Linked DNA regions of Mus musculus: regions 1 and 2 are each linked to region 3. The links are chromatin contacts, called in public capture Hi-C and promoter capture Hi-C maps. All regions are on one chromosome and are shown on one strand. The core of a region is the stretch at or near the end of the contact, and the rest is flanking DNA. Distances in the headings are between cores, read along the strand shown.

What was found. Capture Hi-C pulls out chosen DNA fragments and counts their contacts.
Region 1: a contact with region 3 is called in a capture Hi-C map of macrophages, with 2.5 times the contacts expected there. The contact joins the promoter of 6330410L21Rik here to the promoter of Enpep in region 3. A contact is called at or near these places in 13 of 39 promoter capture datasets (the 3T3-L1 cell line, cranial neural crest, embryonic stem cells and 6 more) and 4 of 9 other capture datasets (adipose tissue, embryonic stem cells, liver and 1 more).
Region 2: a promoter capture Hi-C map of liver shows a contact between it and region 3. The contact joins the promoter of Gar1 here to the promoter of Enpep in region 3. A contact is called at or near these places in 2 of 115 datasets of contacts at active chromatin or transcription factors (embryonic stem cells and extraembryonic endoderm stem cells) and 2 of 9 other capture datasets (adipose tissue and liver).

The regions. Positions count from the first base shown.
Region 1 is chr3:129,751,691-129,755,987 of GRCm38.p6, reverse strand. 6330410L21Rik (RIKEN cDNA 6330410L21 gene) reads right to left here and starts at 2,230. Exons shown (of 5, transcript NR_040589.1): 1 at 2,065-2,230; 2 at 355-1,526. Egf (epidermal growth factor) reads left to right here and starts at 666. Exons shown (of 24, transcript NM_010113.4): 1 at 666-1,171. The coding sequence starts at 1,024.
Region 2 is chr3:129,828,763-129,833,133 of GRCm38.p6, reverse strand. It overlaps Gar1 (GAR1 ribonucleoprotein), which reads left to right and starts at 1,738. Exons shown (of 7, transcript NM_026578.3): 1 at 1,738-2,016; 2 at 2,281-2,539; 3 at 3,643-3,797; 4 at 4,170-4,229. The coding sequence starts at 2,293.
Region 3 is chr3:129,330,808-129,335,667 of GRCm38.p6, reverse strand. Enpep (glutamyl aminopeptidase) reads left to right here and starts at 2,919. Exons shown (of 20, transcript NM_007934.3): 1 at 2,919-3,806. The coding sequence starts at 3,187.

The DNA of each region.
Region 1 (4,297 bases), core at 981-3,480, 420 kb before region 3:
GACACAATTCCCTTGTATTCTTTTTCCAGTACAGCTCAGTCATAACACTCCACCCCTTTCCCTGTTCTCCTGACCCACGGTGATGTTTTATTACAGGAGTGCTGAAAGAAAAAGTATCTGTCTACATTGTATCTCTTCACTTGGCTACAGGGATTTCCCTTTGGTATGGAAAGAATAATCTTACAAATTCCACTATAAAATATACAGGAGAGAGAACTAAGATTAAGCTCCAGGCATGCGAGCCGCCCTTGACACTTCCTTCAAATAATGAGCTGAAAGCGAGCTCTCCTTGACATCGCTCACATTCATGATCAATGATGATAAATTGTCTGAATTGTTGATGGTGTTACTCACCTTTGATTTAAAAAGTGTGGTTTAATTTTGTCTCTGTTCTTCAAGATCCTCAGACATAAGCAGTACTCAGCAGGTCCCTGGAACCATTAGCTGTGCCACACCCCCAAATTGCTCTTTCCCCCTTCTCTACCCTGAATATTTTTAGTGAGTAGCAGCTATCTCCTCTCTGGCACCCTGCCCTGCCTTCCTGCTTGCTCTGGTGGAATTGCTCTCATGGTGTTTGCAAAGAGGCTTGTCTGCTTGCTCAAGTGTCACTAAAGAAGAGGAGGTGGAGCCAGAAGAGCTTTAAAAAGGAGAGCAGAGTCTCTCTGGGTTCCAAAAGGAGAAGGGATTCCTATCTGTATATAGGGAAGGAATCCTATCTGCATATTTCGTTGTTAGCACCATCCCTCATCCCGGTGGGGCTTGGAACTTTCCATCAATTCTTTCCTGTCTCGTTTCTCTTTCATCCTTTGCCTGGTTGTGCCTGTCTCAGGGAGAAATCAGTCACCTGCAGGCCTTGCAGGGCTCTTAGGCTCTGGGAAATTTGTCATACGGGTGTCAGGTACTTCTTATTGCTGTCCAAAGGGAAAAAAAAAGTGAGACAAAGAACTCTCCCGGAGCCTTTCCGGCTGCACTCAGAGGCTCTCGAGAGGTGCAGAAGGACCTGGAAAGGCAGCTAAATAAAAGATGCCCTGGGGCCGAAGGCCAACCTGGCTGTTGCTCGCCTTCCTGCTGGTGTTTTTAAAGATTAGCATACTCAGCGTCACAGCATGGCAGACCGGGAACTGTCAGCCAGGTCCTCTCGAGAGAAGCGAGAGAAGCGGGACTTGTGCCGGTAAGTAATCCAAGAACAGGAGCCCACCCTGTCCGGGACAATGCCTCTAGGTGTCTGCTCGCTCTACCTTGTACACCTGCGCCTTTCCCCCCTGGTTTGTCGTTGGGTGTGCGTGTTTGCTTAAGTTGTGTGTTCTGAAGTGTGTGTGTTGGTTGATGCTACCAATTACGAAATGTCACCGTTCTCCACTGTTCTGTGCATGACAAAGCCTCACTTAAAACCAGCTGAATGTTTGTTTAACCTCAGTCTTGATTCTGGGGAGATAGTAACACCTAGCTGATCTGCTCTGTATTAGAAACTGGGGGAACATATGGTGGCAGCCGATCTTGTTGTTGAAAAGTCTTCCTTCTGGTTACTTCATAGCAGAAAATGGCAAAAGTCAATGAATGGGTTTTTTTTTTTTTAAACAAAACAAAAACAAAACCAACAAAGCCCAGTGTCAAGTTCAGCCTCTGATCTTCCCTACTCTGAAGCGTTGACCCCGCTCTTGGGTTCTTAGTAACAGGTGCACCGTGACTCTGCAAGCTGAGAAGTGACAAGGAGTAAATGAGCCTCCACTGGGCTCCTACAAACAGCGTTTTCTCCAAGAGGAATCAGGAATTGTTCTGATTGCACACTAGGGCACCTAACACTTGGAAACATTTTCTCACTGTTGATTCTTAACCTGGTGGGGCGGGGGCGGGGGTGGGGTGGGGGCGGGGCTGGGGGTTGGGGGTAGGGGATAGTCCCTAACCTGCTGCTTTGGCGAGGAAGCTACTTCATTTGTGCAAGGGTCCACACTGTCCTGGAAATCCTTTCTTGTCATTTTTTCACTCGTGTGTTTGAGACAGCGTCTCCCTCTGCAGCTCAGACTGTCCGGGGACATGCTGTGCTTCCCCCAGGGCTGGGATTACCTGTGCGTACCACCACGGTTCACTCATTTCTTATCCTCCTGCTCAGTTAAGATAGGGTCTGAGTTCCTAAACAAACAAACAAGCAAGCAAGCAAGCAAGCAAACAAATCAATAAAGTAGATTGACAAGGACATACTGTGTTTTCAGAAGAGAAATCTCTGCAGGGTAGACAGAAGAGAATCATGGGAATGAGAGTGCCAGAGCTCTGCAGCTGCTATGGGGACCTCCAACCAGAGTCGTTCAGAGGAGCTGCGCATAAGGAAATCGGGTGTGCATGCCCATAGGCTCGGAGTGGTACCAGGAACTATCAGTTGCAACCGCAGAGCAAAACTCCAGATTTGAAGAAGTGACTACTAATTCCATGTCTATCCCCAGGACCTAGGGCACTTCCACTTTGCTTAGACTCAGAAAATAATGTCAGAAAAGGGTTAACAAGACAGAACTGACCCCCCTGTGAGCCATTAGCTATTGGAGACAGAAGAGAAAACTTTTGGGCACAGTTGTGTCACATGGACTGGAATGTTACTTGGATGGAGGAGCCCCTGGAATAGTTGGGGAGTGATCAGAGTCAGGTCCTGCTACCTGTGTGGTTAGCGAGGGGTAATGGTGGGAGCCTATCACACAGTTGGTAGCTAGAAGAGATGGACCCATGAGCAGAACTTAAAAAGAGGAAGAAACTGGAGCAACGATGATGTGTGCATGGTTCTTGGTCCTTGGGAATAGTGTATAATTCCTCTGGCTTGTGTTTCTACCCACTCAGGCTGGTGGCTTGAGTGCTTTTCAGAGATAGTTTGCATCAGATCCACAGGAAGCTCTGACAGAAATAATGACTTGGGGAGATTGTGTCACAGTGTGGAAGAACTAGATTTTAGAAGCAAGAAAGCTCGGTTTCAAGTTTGTGTTGTCTTCTTAATAGTTGGGTTATTTTACAATCTCCCTGAGAAGCGATACCTGTTTCTCAGGATCATGATTGGGATGACTGCAGTAGCGTGAAATATCTCTTGCCCAATGGTTGATTCCGTGCCTTGGCTAAAGTTCCTTGAATTGCCTTATTTTGAATGCTGCAGTGGCATGGTGTGGACTTCAGAGTGTGCCTCAGCCTCATTGCTCCCCATTGCTGCAGGTCACTGCTTTAAGCCCTCTAATTCACACTGCATCTTGGGTTAGTGGAGAACTGCCTAGGTCACACCCTGTCACCCCTGCATTCCAGCAGATAGCATTTCTTTCTCCTCTGTAAATAGATAATGGTGACATCGTCTATTTTTTCCACCACTTAAATTCTGCTTGTACCTCTTGCCTTCGTTATCGAGACTGTTCACCTACGTGGCCAACCTGACCTGGCAAGAACAATGCTTTGTGGCCTAACAAAATCCAGGTAAAAAGTCTTGAGGTTGCTGTTCGTGTAAAAATGCCAATCGGCCAAAGCAAGGGATAAAGACAGGATTTGGTTTTCCTTCCATTCACCAGATTTGAAATCGAACACTTTCTTGTCTTTTATTTAAGCAAAAGCAGTTGAGATCAGTGTCGAGGAACACTGTTAGCTAGTGGCTTCTGAACTTTTAGAGCTCTTTGCCCTGGAGGACAGTTGGACAGGGAACTGCTCCCGCCTGGCCTCTAAACCTGTGTTATTTGTTCTTGGTAAATGACATCTCAGAAGAAGCCCAGCCTCGGAGAACTGATTGTGGGAGGGGATCAGCTCACTGGAGAGAGTGCTTTTAACAGTAGACAATGAAGTCACTGATTTTAGAGAGGGCTGAAGTTTGGTTGGCTTCCCAGTCATGTGCAGTGCAGAGCCGTTTTCAGATAAAAGTTTCGTTATATTTTCACTCGGTTTTAGGAAAGTTTCCTTTGACATCTGACTGCAGAGAAACCGCGGGACCATGTTTCACCTGTGTTCTGCCTTTAAATATAAACTCTGGAGACAGACAACCAGCCTTGCTCAGTCTCCTACTACGTGTGACAGGTGTATCTTATTTTCTATACCAGAAAAGAAAGCTGGTTATGCCCTCTCCCTGGGATTACTGTTGAACACTGTAACGTGGTCCTGTTCCTTGGTCGCCCAGAGTCACCCACAGAAACAATACACTTTCTCCCATGGGACTCCTAAAGGTTTGCGAGAAAATTTCCAATCTTGTGAAGCAGCCTACTGTTTACTTTAGCTTCAATTATTACTGCCAACCTGAACAATGCTACCACAAGAGAGCGGACTGGTAGCTTCTTTAGGCTGTAGTTTT
Region 2 (4,371 bases), core at 489-2,988, 500 kb before region 3:
TTAATAGCAGGGAATAATTTAAGAATAATGACGATTTATATTATGTATATTTTGCCATAGTTAAAAAAACTTTCGCAACTATTGTGTGATATAAAGTTTATTGTTCTAGTGTGTACATTCATGCATGTATATGTGTGTATGTAAATTTTATGCAGGGGCTGTGTAAATAGTAAAATTATTTAGAGCATTCCTCCATGGTCAGAATATGGGGCTATTCTAGTGGATGGAAAATGGAGCTATTTCAGGAGAGAGGAAGAGTCTAACAAAGACAAAGAAAACAAGGCAGCAATTCTAGCCTGATGGGGCAGAGGGATGGTAAGTGCACATACTGATTACTAATCATGTAAACGGCTTTAGACACACTGCTAAGGGAAAGTGCAGGGCTATGGGGGAGCTGAGTATGAGACTATACAAAACAGCAATGGTATTAGATTCACTATATCATCAAATGCAGCACAGACGGAAGAAGTTAAGTCAACAAGCATTTATTTAGTCTGGGGCCCAGAATGGGAGATGTTGCCTGTTGTGATGTTTGAGCATCTGAATTCTTAGACTATATTGAGTGATTTGGAGTGGCAATGAAAAAGGGTAGCAGTGTCAAAAGGCTGAACTCAGCTATGACAGTACAAAGGTACTTCACAGGAATCAACAGAAACCCATCAGGTTTGATTAGAGATTGCCACAAGCCTAGAATAGAGGTAGGGATAGTGCTGATTATATGTGTGTGTGTGTGTGTGTGTGTGTATACATATATATATATGGTGTGTATGCATGTAAAATTACATATGTAATTATTACATATATTATAATTCAGTATTTTATAATTGTATGTTCTATATTACATATATTATATTATAAATATAATATATAATTGGATATATATGGTTATAACATCTAAATTTAAAGTACATTTGCCCAATTTTTAAAAATATTTGGAACTGGTGTGTACTTTTTCAAGAAGTTTACAGTTTAGAGTAACTGGCATACTGGAATTATTAATGTTTCTATATCTTTTACAAAGATCTTTCAAAAATCTATTCACAATAATCCTCTGATATGCGGATCAGTCTCTACTTTCTTTCAAATAAAAGGTGATATTGTCAAATGCCAAGAGATGTTTCAGACAATACAGATACAAAAGAAGTCAACCAAATTTAAGAACTAGAGGTCACTTCTTTTGTGATGAGTGAAGTTTTAGTGATGTAAGGAAACCGATGTCGGAGATGAGAGTGTTAAGGAGACGGGAGGTGAGGTGTCATCTATAGATGGGTGCATAGTCTCTCGGAGTTCAAAACGTACTTGATGAAGACATTGAGACCATATTTAAAAATGGTTGCCTTTCTGTCATCTCACACACAAACACACACCCTTTCCTATTTAATAATAACAGAACACGGACACACAGGCAACTTCGACACACACCCTTTCGTATTTAATAATAACAGGACACACACACACACAGAGGCAACTCCGTTGGCGGTGACAGGTTCCGACGTCCTGGGCTGAGCACCGCTTGAGTGGCCAACACTCCGTGGAGCAGAGTCAGGTCGGGACCTTCTCGCAACCCAAGAAGTGACAGAGCCCGGCGAGTAGCACCAACTGCAGCCAGCACGCTTCAGCGACGACACGCCTCACCAGCTGTTAGCACGGAAGGACTCAAACAACTCCGTTTCCAAGGGCAACGCGCCGCCACACTTCCGGAAACGTCGCGTACGGAGGGCGCTGCGATTTTGCGTCACTTCCGCCACCTCTAGCGCGGTGGCCCTTGCGTGGATGAGGTGGGGGCGGGGGGGGGTCACGCTGGACGCTATTGTTTCTCTTCCGGTGCTGTGTGCTCTACTCGGTAAGGCGTTGGGACCGCTGCGTCCGGTAGTGACGGGCCCTTCCTGCAAACCAGCCCTTCCAATTTCTAGTCTGGTAACATTGGACGGCTACGGTGGCCGAGGAGGTTTGAGCGCGCCGGAAGTGTCCCTCCGCGCGCGCGCGCCGGGCTAGGCTGGAGACGCACGTGGCGCGGTGAGTGCGGCGGAGGGCGAGCGAGGGTGAGGGCACCCGCGGGGCGGGATGCGGTGGAGAGGCATGGGATGCGGTGGCGAGCCACGGGTCGTGGGGCTGGGGCGAAGACACCGCTCTCTCTGCGCTCGCCACTTGGCTGTGTGGGCGAGTGGCAGGGCGGCGTTTACTGCTGTCCCCTTCTTGGTGGCCTGAGCGAGGCGGAGGGGACTTAGATAAATGATCGACCCGCGGTGACCGGGAGGAGCGGCCCGTCTATTTCGCCAGGCCGGAGAGAGCATGTCTTTCCGAGGCGGAGGTCGCGGAGGCTTTAATCGCGGTGGTGGAGGCGGAGGCTTCAACCGTGGCGGCGGCAGCAACAACCACTTCCGAGGGGGCGGCGGAGGCGGCGGCGGCAGTTTCAGGGGCGGAGGCGGCGGCGGCGGCGGCAGTTTCAGGGGCGGCGGCCGAGGAGGATTTGGACGAGGGGGCGGTCGTGGAGGCTTTAATAAATTTCAAGATCAAGGGCCTCCAGAACGTGTCGTCTGTAAGTCGTCTTCTGAGCTTAACCTCCTTTGCATTGGGAATAGAATCCGGTTTAAGTTATTAGTGCGTTTGTTGATAAGACTCCGAAAGGCAAGTCGCTTGAGTGCCCTGACACGTATAAGGGACTGATCATGAGAACCGAAATGCAGTGTGGAGGTGAACTTGAGTTGGGACTGAAAAGATGAGACTTAGACAACATTGAGTACCTGGCTCCTTCTAAAGGGCAGAACACTTTTTAGGATTAAGTATGATTCCTTAGTGATATAGTTGAAACACAAAGCCAAGTTTTTAGTTTTCGTAGCTCATATTTTCAGTTACCAGAAAATACCTACAGAATTCACACTCCATAACCATGCAGCCTAGTTTGAACACTCATTCCCTTGCACCCTGCAAAATCATGTTGTAAATAAGTGTGTGTACTATCTTGTGTAGGGCCACATTCATAGTTCCCTGGGTTCCATGCTGCCTGAAGTCTGTGCATTGGACACACGGATGGAGAAGGGATTTCAAAAGAAATATAAGTAGAACTTGGCTGATAGTGAGAAGAAAAGGTTCTAGTTGTTGCTAAGGTTGGGGAGTTAGTTTTGTAGGCGAATGGTATTAATCCTGGGTTACAGAAACAGAGGTGCCTTGTGTTTGCACACTTCCCAGGAAGGGATAATCACTGGTGAAGAAGTGGTAGTGGTGATGAGTTCTGAGAAAGGAGGGAGGGATCAATAAAGCCAGAGTGGTTCACATTTGAGGCTGGGGAGGAAGAAGAGTCAATGGAACGTAGCATTGAATGCAGCTGTAACAGCCATGACAGGGTAACTGGTGGACAGCGAGTGAGCACCATTGTAAGCACCTAGTTTGTTGTTCCTGTTGCTTTAGCATCAGGTGTGGCTGCAGTTAGATGTGACTGGCCTCATTTTACAGTGTACAGACAGAAGGGGAGTCTCTTTTAGGTCCCCTGGTAGTGGCATGCTAACTTGGGACTACAGTGTTGACAGCTGAGCTCTGCCATAGAGGGGATCAGATATGGGGAAAGACAAGTGGCAAAGCCCACTGGATTCCCGAGTTGGTCAGTGTTTGCAGTGGCCTCGTGTCTGTTCTGTGCTGTTTCAGTGTTAGGAGAATTCATGCATCCCTGTGAAGATGACATCGTGTGTAAATGTACCACCGAGGAGAACAAGGTGCCCTACTTCAACGCCCCTGTTTACTTAGAAAACAAAGAGCAAGTCGGGAAAGTGGATGAGATATTTGGACAGCTTAGAGATTTTGTATCCTTTCTGATTGGGTGAGTCAGCAATCTTGTTAAGAATTATCGTGTCCCTTCCTCCCCAGCCAGAAATATCAAAGCAAACTCACTGTTTCATTCAGTGAGATAGCAAAGCTACAGACGAGTCTCACGGAGGAGGATCTGTAGGGAGCGCATCCGTCCATATTTAAAAATGATGCGCCAAGGAGAGATGGCTGTCCTCTGGGTTCTGGGAGTGGTGGCCATTTGAATACGTGCCACCAGATTGTATTGGCTCTTCTGTCTCTTGGGTTTTTGGTTTTGTTTTAATTATTTTAAAGAAAATGCCATTTCTACTTGGAAATTTCTTATAGCTAGGCATTCTTAGTGTCTTTTTCCTTAATTTAATTAATAGTATTTTTCAGTTAAGTTGTCAGAAAACATGAAGGCATCTTCCTTTAAAAAGCTACAGAAGGTGAGTCATACTTAAATTAAGATTTTGGATTCAGAGGGGGTGGTGTGTGTCTTCCTTGAGACACTCACAGCTCCTCCAGTTCGTGAAGTGAAGTGCTGAGGCTGTTCCACAGTAGTAACCAAGCACTGAGTTACCCAAGTGT
Region 3 (4,860 bases), core at 1,670-4,169:
ATGAGAAGGGTTTTCCTAGTTGAAAGCCTCTTGCTGCATACTCTGCATTCCACTGTCAGGGAGAGAAAGGACCAGGCGATGGTCCAGTGCTGCAATGGGAATTCCATAAGTGGGATCTCATGGAAGCCACCCTGCCATGTTGAGCCTAGGTGTGTGTAGGGCACACGCTTGCTCTGCTGTCTCCCGGGAGAGATTCGTTTTTTACCTCTGTCAATTAGGCAATCTTAATATGTTCATCCTGACTAAATGAAGACATTTGGGCTAGAACTGGACCTTAGGCATGAAATTTTCCACAACACACACACACACACACACACACACACACACACTCACATTCACACCATGTATGTAAGTGTTTCGTTTCTTCTAGGAAAGGAAATACACTGACATAATGAGTTCCTTTCGGTATTTCAGTGCGAGTGGCCGTTCTCAGTCCTCCTGCAGCACTCCCCCCAGCAAGGTCTATGACGTCTGATAGGTCAGAGAATAGATGAAGCCCTCCTATGTCTATGCATCCAGGCAGGGTAGAGGTTACAGAAATGCATATGTCAGCTGGCCTGAAATTAAAAAAAAAAATCTAGTTTGACTTTATAATACATATATTCTTTCAAATAGTTTTTCCCTCCTTTTTTAACATGTTGAAGAAAATTTGACATCTCTTTTGCCTTTTGTTTATGGAGACATACCTCAAAAGGCTTGCTTATCAGACATCTGGTGGAATCTCAGATGATCTTTACAGTAAAAAGGAGGAGGGAGAACTCAGGGGCTAACGGTGATTTACTAAAGGAAAAACAAAACAAGCAAGATCTTGAAAAGTTTAGGATATTTCAGAATATGAAATCAATAGCTGCAAATGGACCTGTAATTTAGAAGACAGAACTCTTTCCATTTTTGCCTCAGTGCTGTTTCATGAGAAAAATCTCACAGATGTTAGAGATCAGTGGGCTATGTCGACATTAAAGGGTTTCTTTTCTTTCTAGTGTTTGTTTAGTTTGAAATTTAGAACGGTTTAAAGAAGCATTTCTCAGAATGTGTTCCATGGAAGAACACAAGTTCTTCAAAAATACATCTTGCCAGGGGCTGGAGACATGGCTCAGCAGTTAGGAGCACTGGCTGCTTTTCCAGAGGACCCTTCATTTTCTGGCACCTACATGGCGGTTACCAACTGTCTGTAACTCAAGTCTCAGGGGATCTGACACCAGCTTCTGGTTCTTTGGGCATCATGCACACACATGGTGCACAGACATGCATGCAGGCAAAGCACTCATATACATAAAAGTAAATTCGAATAGAGAACTCACCAAAAAAAAAAAAAATACCCAGAAGATTAAGACAGGTGTGGGGAGTGAACTGACAGATGAACTAAACTGGGAAGTTATTCTGTAGTGTGTGTTCTCTCTTGGAAGCTCACAGTGTCAGGATTTGAAGACTTTGGAAAGAAAGAAAAAGAGGTCAATAGAGAAGATTCTAATTGTGTGTGTGTGAGTGTGTGGTATGTATGTGTATGTGTGTGCATTTACATGTGTGTGGAGGCAGAGGATGGACAAACTTGGCTGCCATTCCTCAGACAGACAACCATCTTGGCTTTGCTCTTAACTCGCCAAGTGGGCTAGGCTGAGGAGTTGGTGAGCTTCAATGATCCCGTTGCCTACACCTCTCCAACACTGGCATTCCGAGTTTTATACCATTATACTTGGGCTTGTTTGTTTGTTCGTTTGTTTGTTTTTTTTTTTTTAATGTGGGTACTAGTAACCAAACTCAGGCCTTCGTGCCTGCTGCAAGGCACAAACTTACTAAGCCATCTCCCCAGACAGAGATTTTAATGTTATCTTACCTAGACCATGGGAATTGCTCTTTGGAAAATGCTAAGCCTTTAATAATCATTTAATCTTGAATATTCCTTCTCTTTATATAAGAAAATCTGTGCAGTGCAGTAACTACATGGCCCTTCAACTCAGACACCAATTCTGCTACTGCCAGCTGCGTGTCCTTCACCATCTCTATAACAGGCAGCCAAATAGAATCAATTGCATGGGATTGTGGGAAAAAATTTGTATGCTAGTTTCTATAAAGTACCTTATAGAAAATACTATATATAATTCTCAAAACCTCCATAGCTACATTACGTTTGCATTGCCATTGTCAGCAATGGCTAGTGTTTGCAACTTGGCTACTCATAAGAAGTTGTAATCCTCTATGCATACCTTCACTCCCTACCAATGACATCATTGCTAATGGCTCTCTGGTAGGGCCAGCCATTACAGCTGCTATCTGCTCCAAAGCTGACATACTATTCCTAAGTTTGCAGAGCATACTCTCGTTTTGGGACAAACTCTCAGACTTTCCAAAGTTCCCCCTCCCCCCCTCACTCTCCTTCCCCTTTTTCGGCTTTCCTGACCTGGCCAGTTGCTTCGCATTTCCCCTTCTGCCTTCCATCTACCTGCCTTGGACTACCTGGTCCTGTAACTCTGTCACTGACTGACTAAATGATCCTTAAACTTAGAAACTCCTCCAAGTATCGAACTCTAAGATATGATTTCCGCAGAGGGCAGAAATGGAATGTTTACATAATTTGAAGGAAAAGAGGAGGAGAAAAAAAAAAAAAAAACAACAAAAAAATCACGCTTAGCTTCTTTGGCAAGCAACCTAATAAAATAGTGAAATTTAAGAAGCCCTTTGGCTGAGAGAGCCCGGCTGCTCACACAGCAAGAAGAAGCCCTAGATCTGATGGCAAAGGTTGCGTTTTCTATCGTAAGCACACCTCTTTGCCAAGTGATTTCTCTGAAGCTGACAGAGGTTTGGCAACATCTCCACCTCTCCCAACCCCCACCCCTTTGCTGTATTGGCCGATAAGCTCAAGCCCTGTTTTATATTTAACTCGCTCCAGTTCAGAAGGGGCAGGCCTGGGGAGACGCTGTTTATATAGCGCTGAGCCAACATTCTCATCAGTCCTCCTCCTTCAAGTCAGCTTCTCTTCTGCGTCTCCATCCTACTCCTTGGTCTCCGCATTCATCCTGGAGTGGCCGGTGGGGACGAGCAGGACCGGGAAGAGGGAGAGGTGTGGGAAAGCGAAGCCAAGCTGCCAGGGATCGGACGCCTTCCAATTGAAAAGGGAAGTCAGCTGACAAGGAAAGTTAGTTAAATTTAACATCCTTTCATGTGTAACATCTGACTTCGGGGGAGAAAATGAACTTTGCAGAGGAAGAGCCCTCCAAGAAATACTGCATTAAAGGCAAACACGTGGCCATCATCTGTGGAGTAGTGGTGGCAGTTGGATTAATAGTGGGACTTTCTGTGGGTTTGACCAGGTCGTGTGAGCAGGACACAACCCCAGCTCCTTCCCAACCTCCTCCGGAAGCCAGCACTGCCCTCCCTCCTCAGGACCAGAATGTCTGCCCTGACAGTGAAGATGAAAGCGGAGAATGGAAAAACTTCAGGCTGCCTGACTTCATCAATCCAGTTCACTACGACCTGGAGGTGAAGGCCCTGATGGAGGAAGACAGGTACACGGGAATAGTGACCATCTCTGTCAACTTGAGCAAACCCACTCGTGACCTATGGCTCCACATCAGGGAGACCAAGATCACCAAGCTGCCGGAGCTAAGGAGGCCCTCTGGGGAGCAGGTACCAATTCGACGGTGCTTCGAGTATAAGAAGCAGGAGTACGTGGTGATCCAGGCTGCAGAAGACCTTGCGGCCACCAGTGGGGACAGTGTCTATCGGCTGACCATGGAGTTTAAAGGCTGGCTGAACGGTTCCCTTGTGGGTTTTTACAAAACCACCTACATGGAGGACGGGCAAATCAGGTATGTGCTGTGTGGTGCTGTGTGTGTTACTGTGTGTAGTGCAGAGCTGTGTTATGCTGTGTGTGGTGGGACGAGGTGTGATACAGTGTGGTGCTGTGCTGTGTTGTGTTGTGTTGTGTTGTGTTGTGTTGTGTTGTTTTGTTCTGTGTGCGGTGCGGTGCGGTGCTGAGCTGTATGTGCTACTATGTGCAGTGTGGTGCTGTGTTATGCTGTGTGTGGTGGGACGAGGTGTGATGCAGTGTGGTGCTGTGCTGTGTTGTTCTGTGTGCGGTGCAATACAGTGCTGTGTGGTGCTTCCTCTGAACCCAGTTTCTGCAGTGTTTATTTTTGCCTTTTCTCTTTGCTTCCCATCTCTTGTGTTTTGTGGGTCTGATCCCTATCTGCCCTTGCTTTCAATTCTGCTTGTTCATCTGAGAAGTAAGATGTTTTGCCTTCTTGTAATTTGAAAATGTATCACCAACTCGAAGTTGTAAATACAATGCCAGTTGTAGAGAATTCAGTAATAGTGAATAATTGTAAATACAATGCCAGTTGTAGAGAATTTATTAATGACACCGGGATAAATCGCAACTGCATCTGACTCTACACATCCACACAAAGTGCCTCAGAGGTTTATGAATATAAGTATTTGATAAATTTCACTACTGGTGTTTTGGGGCTATATCACAGTGATTTCACAAGGGATGACAATTTCATTTGCAATGACAATTACATTAAGTGTCAATTGTTATTTCGTGCAGTTTACTGGAGAAGAATCGTAACGAAAATTACAAAAGATATGACGGGTCCTTAGGTGTTCATCTAAGAAGAAAAGCCTGGCTGTGTTTTCTCTTCTTCTGTGATCAGAACTATGTTTCTAACTAGGCTTTCGGGGAATGCTTAAAACCTGGATCAGTGATGGCATATGGATAAACCTTGGAGCTGCCAACTATCACTAAGCAGGCAATAGTAATGCTAACCAAGCCTTTACCACATAACAGGCAGCCACAAGTATTTTTCTTCCCTGCAGTGTCCCAAGCAGAAGTGTTTAAAATATACATTAAATAATTATAAT